2 separate regions of the Danio rerio genome follow, and region 2 is linked to region 1. The links are chromatin contacts, called in public Micro-C maps. All regions are on one chromosome and are shown on one strand. Each heading gives the region's core, a stretch centred on a gene start, on an enhancer-like site or on the middle of the called end of the contact. The rest is flanking DNA. Distances are from core to core; before and after follow the strand shown.

Region 1 (3,946 bases), core at 1,054-3,553:
CAGACACCATCTAAATCAGCCCTGCCTCTGCTGTCTCATTTCCTACGGTGGAAGGATTTGCACCATTCCAGGTATTTTACATTGATCAAAGTCTGGAGACTCCAAGTAAATAATTTCTGGGTCATGCAGAGGCTGTTTTGTGATCTCTGGGGAATTTCTGATGGTGGAATCTAAGAACAGTACAATGCAATATATATATACAGTTGAATTCAGAATTATCAGCCCTCCTTTTTTATTTTTATTTTATTTTTTAAATATTTCCCAAATGATGTTTAACAGAGCAAGGACATTTTCACAGTATGTCTAATAATATTTTTTCTTCTGGAAAAAGTCTGATTGGTTTTATTTCAGCTAGAATAAAAGCAGTTAAGTTTTTAAAAGCCATCTTAAGGTCAAAATTATTAGCTCCTTTAAGCTTTATTTTTTTTCGATAGTCTACAGAACAAACCATCGTTATACAATAACTTGCTGCTAAATGACTAAATGTAAATGATTACCCTGACCAGCCTAATTAACCTAGTTAAGCCTTTAAATGTCACTTTAAGCTGCATAGAAGTGTCTTGAAAACATCATCATAGCAAAGATAAAATAAATCAGTTAATAGAAATGAGTTATTAAAATTTTTATGTTTAGAAATGTGTTAAAAAAAACTACTCTCCACTAAACAGAAATTTGGGGAAAAAATAAACAGGAGGATAATAATTCATGGGGGGCCAATTATTCTGACTTCAACTGTAAATAAAATATATATTAAAAAGCAGTTATGTAACTTGATGTATAAACAATACATACTGTAACAAGGTTGACAAGGCTAATGCATACTCATACACTGACTGGCAAGAATTAGCCATATGCTGTTAAAATGAGTGCATTACCTCTTGATGACGGGCAAATAACCGGACTAGAAATGCCAATATTGATGACAAATAGTAAAATGAACAAGCTCAGCATAAACTTCAAAACTTCAGGGGAAGTTTGCATACAGGTATCATCATTCATTGCCAGTTGAATTTGACATTGCCTCCTATTTATATGTTTAAATTTTAATGTTGTTTTTGTCAGTTTAAAAATATACTACTGAAAAGGTAAGCATGAATAAATTATGTTATAGACAAAAGTTAGAGAATCTGGGGGTCACCAAGATTTATTTTTAAGGTTAATTATTTGCAGTTCCAACTGAGGATCAGAATGGGGAAGAAATGTGATTTAAGTCACTTTGAACATGGCATGGTTGTTGGTGCCACACAAGCTGGTCTGAGTATTTCCGAAACTGCAATTCAGGATTTTCACGCACAACTATCTCAAGGGTTTACAGAGAATGGTCTGAAAAAAAAGAGAACATATCTAGTGAGCGACCGTTCTGTGGCCACAAATGCCTTGTTGATGCCAGAGGTCAGAGGAGAATGGCTGGAAAAGGCTGGTGGTGGTGTAATGATGTGGGGGATATTTTCTTGGCACACTTTGGGCCTATTAGTATCAATTGAGCATTGTGTCAACGCCACAGCCAACCTGAGTATTGTTGCTGACCATGTTCATCCCTTTATGACCACAATGTACCCATCTTTTGATGGCTACTTCAGGCAGGATAACGTGCCATATCATAAAGCGCGAATCATCTCAGACTGGTTTCTTGAACATGACAATGAGTTCACTGTACTCAAATGGCCTCCACAGTCACCTGAACTCAATCCAATAGAGCACCTTTGGGATTTGGTGCAACGCAACTTTTACATCATGGATGTGCAGCCGACAAACCTGCAGCAACTGAATGATGCTATCATGTCAATATGGACCAAAATCTTTGAGGAATATTTCCAGTACCTTGTTAAATCTGTTACGAAGGATTGAGGCAGTTCTGAAGGCAAAAGGGGATCCAACCCAGTACTAGGAAGGTGTACCTAATAAAGTGGCCGGTGAGTGAGTGTGATGTGTGTGTGTGTGTGTTTATTAATGTTCACCTGAATAAATAAAATAAAAACTTTCAATAGTCTGCAGTAAACCGCAAACTTCTAATTTAAATCAAAACATCCATTTAGGCACCACATCAGCTATATTTCTGAATTAAATGACACTGAAGACTAAAAATTCAGCTTAATACATTTATAATAACTTTCCTAGTAAAAGTTTTAAATGTTGTACCGTTGCATTGTATTACAGCAGCCCGTCACACAACACTTCAATTCTACAGCAAAGAAAACGGCATCTAGACATCTGAAAACTCATCTCACTGAAGACTGTGGAGCGGCTGCCGCTTTTGTCATGTCACAGCACATTCGAAACCACTTCCTCTGCGAAGGAGGGGCTTTTATCATCCCGCAGAAATGAGTATTACTACACAACAAGAGAGGAAGACAGAGCAAGTCTGAACTTCTTATCAGTTTTTTTTTTCTTTCCGCCTCAAAACTGTGCAACAGCTGAATATTCACATGCTGAGTTTTCTGATCTCATCTTCCAGTGTTGCAGTGCTGAAAATCAACAATGGAAATCTTACAGTCAATTCTGAGAAGTGCAGTGGTTGTGGGAGAGATTAAGGCTTTTCATAATAATTCACTCAACACTCGCACAAAACACTCACTTCAGCCATTTGCTTGTCAGTCCTCCAGACTAATGCTCACTTAAACATTCCCCATTCAAACACACACACAAACCACTTGACGCTCATGCTGCTAAAAGAGATTATGGCTCAGTGATGAAAGGTTATTGTCATAAAATCTTTCCTGAGTCATTCACTCAGGCGTTATACGGTAGTAGTGGTTAAAATATAGATCATTTACTGGATGTTCAGAATTTGTGTGGCTATACTGTGTTCTTGAAAAACCTTTTTGGCTTATTCTGAATACAAGTAAGAGTGTTATTGCCATCTAGTGCTCGGTTTTTCTCTGTCACACTCTTAATGAAGCCACTCATTCACATGTATGAATTCTTTCCATTATATAAATCAAAGTGAGACATCATTTATAAGTAGTAAAACTTCACCATTATAAAAAAAACGAGAATAAAATGAATTGTTTGGACATTTGTACAATACGATAGTCTTTTAGTGGATGTATTATGACACTTTGTTTACCAAACAAGTGGTTCTAATTGGATCTGCTCTGTAAATCTTAAAAGTTAAGAAACAATTTTTTTTTAATTGTTAATTTGTTTTGCTATTCTATAAAACATTCAGCATAATTCTGCTGATTTAAATTTAGTATTATTTTTGAAACAAAATGTATCAAATTGTCAAAAATGTCTGTAGATTTTTACTGACCGTGTATATACACTCACTGGCCACTTTATTAGGTAAACCTTAGTACCAGAGTTGGACCCCCTTTTGCTTTCAGAACTGCCTTAATTTCTCGTAACATAGGTTCAACAAGGTACTGAAAATAACCCTCAGAGATTTTGGTCCATATTTACATGATAGCATCATGCAATTGCAGTAGATTTGTCGGCTGCACATCCATAATGCGAATCACCCTTCACCCACATCCCAAAGGTGCTCTATTGGATTTAGGATCTGGTGACTGTGGAGGCCATTTTAGTACAGTGAACTCATTGTCATGTTCCCGAAACCAGTCTGAGATGATTCACACTTTATGACATGACGTGTTATCCTGCTGGAAGTAGCCATCAGAAGATGGGTACATTGTGGTCATAAAAAGATGGACATAGTCAACAACAACACTCAGGTAGGCTGTGGTGTTGACACGATTGATACTATTAGGCCATAGGTGTGCAAAGAAAATATCCCCCACACCAGTATACCACCAACAGCCTGAACTGTTGATAAAAGGCAGGATGGATCCATGCTTTCATGTTGTTGGTGCCAAATTCTGTTCTCTGTTAACTCTAGATGGTTGTGCGTGAAAACCCTAGTAGATCAGCAGTTTCTAAAATACTTAGACCAGACCATCTGGCACCAACAACCAACCCCTTAAATCATCTTTCTTCTCCATTCTGA
Region 2 (3,890 bases), core at 588-3,087, 140 kb before region 1:
TTAAACATCAAAAGTGTTACCGTCAATTTTCATGTCATTTTAAGTAGTTTTGAAGATTGAAAGAGGATTTTAAAAAGGAAAAAAAATCCATATCAAGATTTTGATGGTTAGGTAAACAGTTAATAAATTGCATATGTTTGATGAAAATAAATGAGGAAAATCCATGTACATTAATGCTCAGATAATGCTCACTAAGGCTTTATTTAATTGACAAAATAGACATACATATGTAAAAACAGTCATCTAAAATAATAATTTCCATTATTTCTTTTAATTATTATTAATATATTTTATAAAATAAATATTTTTCCTGCATAAACTGAATTTTCAACATCATTACTAAAGTTTCAATTCCACATGATCCTTCAAATGTCATTTTAATTTCCTGTTTGGTTCATAATAAACATTTATTATTATTTGATTTGGTTTTCAGACTACATGATTAATAAAATGTTAAATAGGTCAAGATACAAATTTATGTAACATGTTTATATTGTCACTTGTGCTAAATTAAATTTGAATTGGAAAAAAAAAGACATCAAAATTTTAGTGATCATTATTTGTTAATGCAAATCATTTCAAAGTTCAAAGATTTTAATTTAGTTTAATTGTAAGTACCAATCTTTAGAATTTACAGATTTCACTTATTAAAGTTTGTAATGCACCAACGAAACCAAAAACATAAAGTGATTTAACATGTGGAACATTTTAATTAGATGTAATAATCAAGGCAGCACAGTGGCGCAGTTGGCTAGCACAATCGGCTCACAGATAGAGGGTCACTGGTTCGAGCCCCGGCTGGGTCAGTTGGCATTTCTGTGTGTAATTTGCATGTTCTCCCCGCATTCCTGTGGGTTTCCACCGGGTGCTCTGGTTTCCCCCACAGTCCAAAGACATGTGGTATAGGTGAATTGGGAAGGCACAATTTTCTGTAGTGTGTGTGTAAATAAGTTTTGTGTGAAAGTTTCCCAGTGGTGGGTTGCAGCTGGAAGGGCATTGGCTGTGTAAAACATGTGCTGGGTAAGCTAGTGGTTCATTCCACTGTGGCGACTTTTTTTTTTTACCAGTAAATATTTTAGAATGCACAATGAATATTCAAACTGATATTTCCTATAGAATTGGTTTACAGCTATTTACTGTAGATAACGTTTGGTAAAGATATTGTAAAAACAGTGAAAGCATTAACTAACTACTTAATGAAATCTTGTAATTTATTAGTTACACTATTTATTCAATAAATATTTATGAACTTATGTTTATGATTAGATCATTTTAGCTAAGTTCAATCCATTAACAAATATTTTTTAAAGAATGTGTTATAAAAAAAGAAAGATTTAGATTCACAAATGATTTTGAACTGTTTTCATTGTTAGTTCATATTTATTAATGTAGTTAAACAATGTTCATAAATGAAGCTTTGTTATAGCCTGTTAGTGGTTTATTTTAAATTTTCATGACTTCCAAAACCATCTATCTCTCACAGTTTATTCAAGCCTCTAAAGTTCACAGTTCACTTCATGACTCTCTCTTTAGAAATATTTGCATTATTCCAGGAAGGAGTCTGCTGTGGTAGAGGAACATGACATTTGATCAGATAGTGAACCATTTATCATATTTATCAAAACATGGCCGGAATACACTGAGAGTACAACTGTGTTCAAACACCTCGCTAGTTACAACAACCAGTGCCATTTATTATTACTCTAGCGATGACCTTAAACTCTTCAACATTAGATCAGAGCTTCCTTCAACAACAAAAACACGTTTTAAAAATCTCCGGCTTGTCTTAACTTGCGGCTGTCCTTTACCCAACCTGACAACCACAGAGTATAAATGATATTACGTAACGCTGTAAACACGATACCATGGCAATGGCACAGAGGTGAGAAATGCAAGGCAGAGGTACAAAACAAGCAAATTAATAAGCTGTCGTTCAGCAGAGTGAACACTTCTAAGAGCAGAACAGGACTTGAAAATACCGAATGAGGCACATTGTTGAAACCAGAAAGGTAAATATTGTAAGGAGAAGATTCAAGCACACGTTACTGACCTCATTATAGTCCAGCGAGGAGTCGTTGCACAGGGAGCAAATAGTAGCCAGTTCCACCAGGCCATCATAATCTCCACACTGCACCTGCTTGTCAGCTTTCAGCCTGAGCGAGACACAGTCAATGCAAGATCAAGTGATGGAAATACAAAGTTAGTATCCAGGATTTTGGGTCGAACTGAGCAGATATTTTGGGAAGGATGAGAATGTGTGTGTTTGTGTACTCTTACACTTCTCCCTCTGGAGCGTATGTTGAGCCGCTGATGGTGAACTCGTGCAGGGAGCAGCTGCTGTCATCAGCTTTATTGACCACAAACATCTAGAGGAGACACCAGAGAGAGGAGATGCACTTCAGGATTCGCTCTTCTCTTGGACAATCAATCTACTGTATTTGACTTTTTTCAACCCGTTGTTCATGATGATTCGAAAAGGATCTCATATCTAAATTATTTTAAGGAGACTACACTCGTAATATCAAGATGATTCAATATTTTGTGTTATTTGAACATAAATTGAGGTTGAATAAGGATGATCCACTGACCAGAAAAGTCACCAGCCTTTTTGGGACCAAAACATGCATTTGTTTGTTTGTTTGTTTATTTTAAACAACGATAAAATAGTTTGGGTGAAAGTTTTGTCAATTCATTTTTGAAACTTGTTCAAAGTGTTCAAAGTGATCAATGGCTTGTAGGGAGTAATATTTTAAAAAATGTTTATGTAAAATAAATAGTAATTTGTTAAATAAATTAAATGCTTTTAATATATTTTTTTTAAAATATATTTTGATCCTTTGATGGTGGAGTTGAATTTTAAGCAGCCATTACTTCAAACAAAAGTTTAGTGTTAATAATATATTGATAACAATGATAACAATAAAGATAATTCTAATAATGATGATGATTTTGATGACAATATTATTAATAATAATAATGAGGATGGTGATGATTATAATAATAATAATAATAATGATAATAATAATAATCATAATATATATGACAATAATTATAATAATGATAATAATAATAATGATAGTAATGATAATAATCATAATGATGATAATAATAATGATGATGATAATAATGATATTATTATTATTATTAATAATAATAATAATAATAACAACAACAATAATAATTATGATAATAATGATGCTATTAATGATAATAATGATGATAATAATAATGATGATGATAATAATGATATTATTATTATTAATAATAATAATAATAATAACAACAACAATAATAATTATGATAATAATGATGCTATTAATGATAATAATGATGATAATAATAATAATAACACAGATGATGATTATGGTAATAATGATAATGATAACAATAATATGATAATAATAATGATAATGATTATAATAACCATGATAATAATAATAAAGATGATAATAATAACAATAGAACTAATAATAATAATGATGATGATATTGATGATAATAAAATAATAATAATGATTATGATTATAATAATAATGATAAGAATAATACTGATGATAATGATTATAATAATAATGATAATACTACTACTGTACTACTACTACTACTAATAATAATAATAATATAAATAATAATAACAATATTAATATCGATGATAATAATAATAATGTTCAAAGTAGTTTCTACTATCAAACAGACTGACTGAAAATAATATTAAAGCTAGAAACTAAATAATATACTGTAGATATTTTTCATTAATTTCCTTTTAATTTGCAGGCCATAAGTTTACCAATGAAAAGTGGCTATTGCAGTATAAGTTGGAAAACAACGAAGAGATCTGTGGATACTAAAACATGATTTAAAACAAAAAAGTTCTCATCAGCATATGACAAC

What was found. Hi-C and Micro-C count contacts between places; a contact is called where the count stands out from the background.
Region 2: a Micro-C map of caudal fin shows a contact between it and region 1, with 19 times the contacts expected there. The contact joins two enhancer-like sites. A contact is called at or near these places in 3 of 18 Hi-C or Micro-C datasets (caudal fin, hematopoietic stem cells and an unstated tissue) and 1 of 4 datasets of contacts at active chromatin or transcription factors (caudal fin).

Annotation. Positions count from the first base shown.
Region 1 is chr5:31,717,253-31,721,198 of GRCz12tu, reverse strand. All of the region lies in intron 52 of zzef1 (zinc finger, ZZ-type with EF hand domain 1), which reads right to left. Among named protein-coding and RNA genes, the nearest start is that of zzef1, 64 kb to the right of the region's middle. Within about 2 kb of position 2,303, at least 17 of the 62 cell types and tissues checked have an H3K27ac peak or open chromatin away from gene starts, as enhancers often do. A contact at or near this core is called in caudal fin, where this site is marked.
Region 2 is chr5:31,858,113-31,862,002 of GRCz12tu, reverse strand. atp2a3 (ATPase sarcoplasmic/endoplasmic reticulum Ca2+ transporting 3) reads right to left here. Exons shown (of 21, transcript XM_692016.11): 9 at 2,278-2,366; 10 at 2,051-2,153. Among named protein-coding and RNA genes, the nearest start is that of atp2a3, 76 kb to the right of the region's middle. Within about 2 kb of position 1,837, at least 3 of the 62 cell types and tissues checked have an H3K27ac peak or open chromatin away from gene starts, as enhancers often do. A contact at or near this core is called in caudal fin, where this site is marked.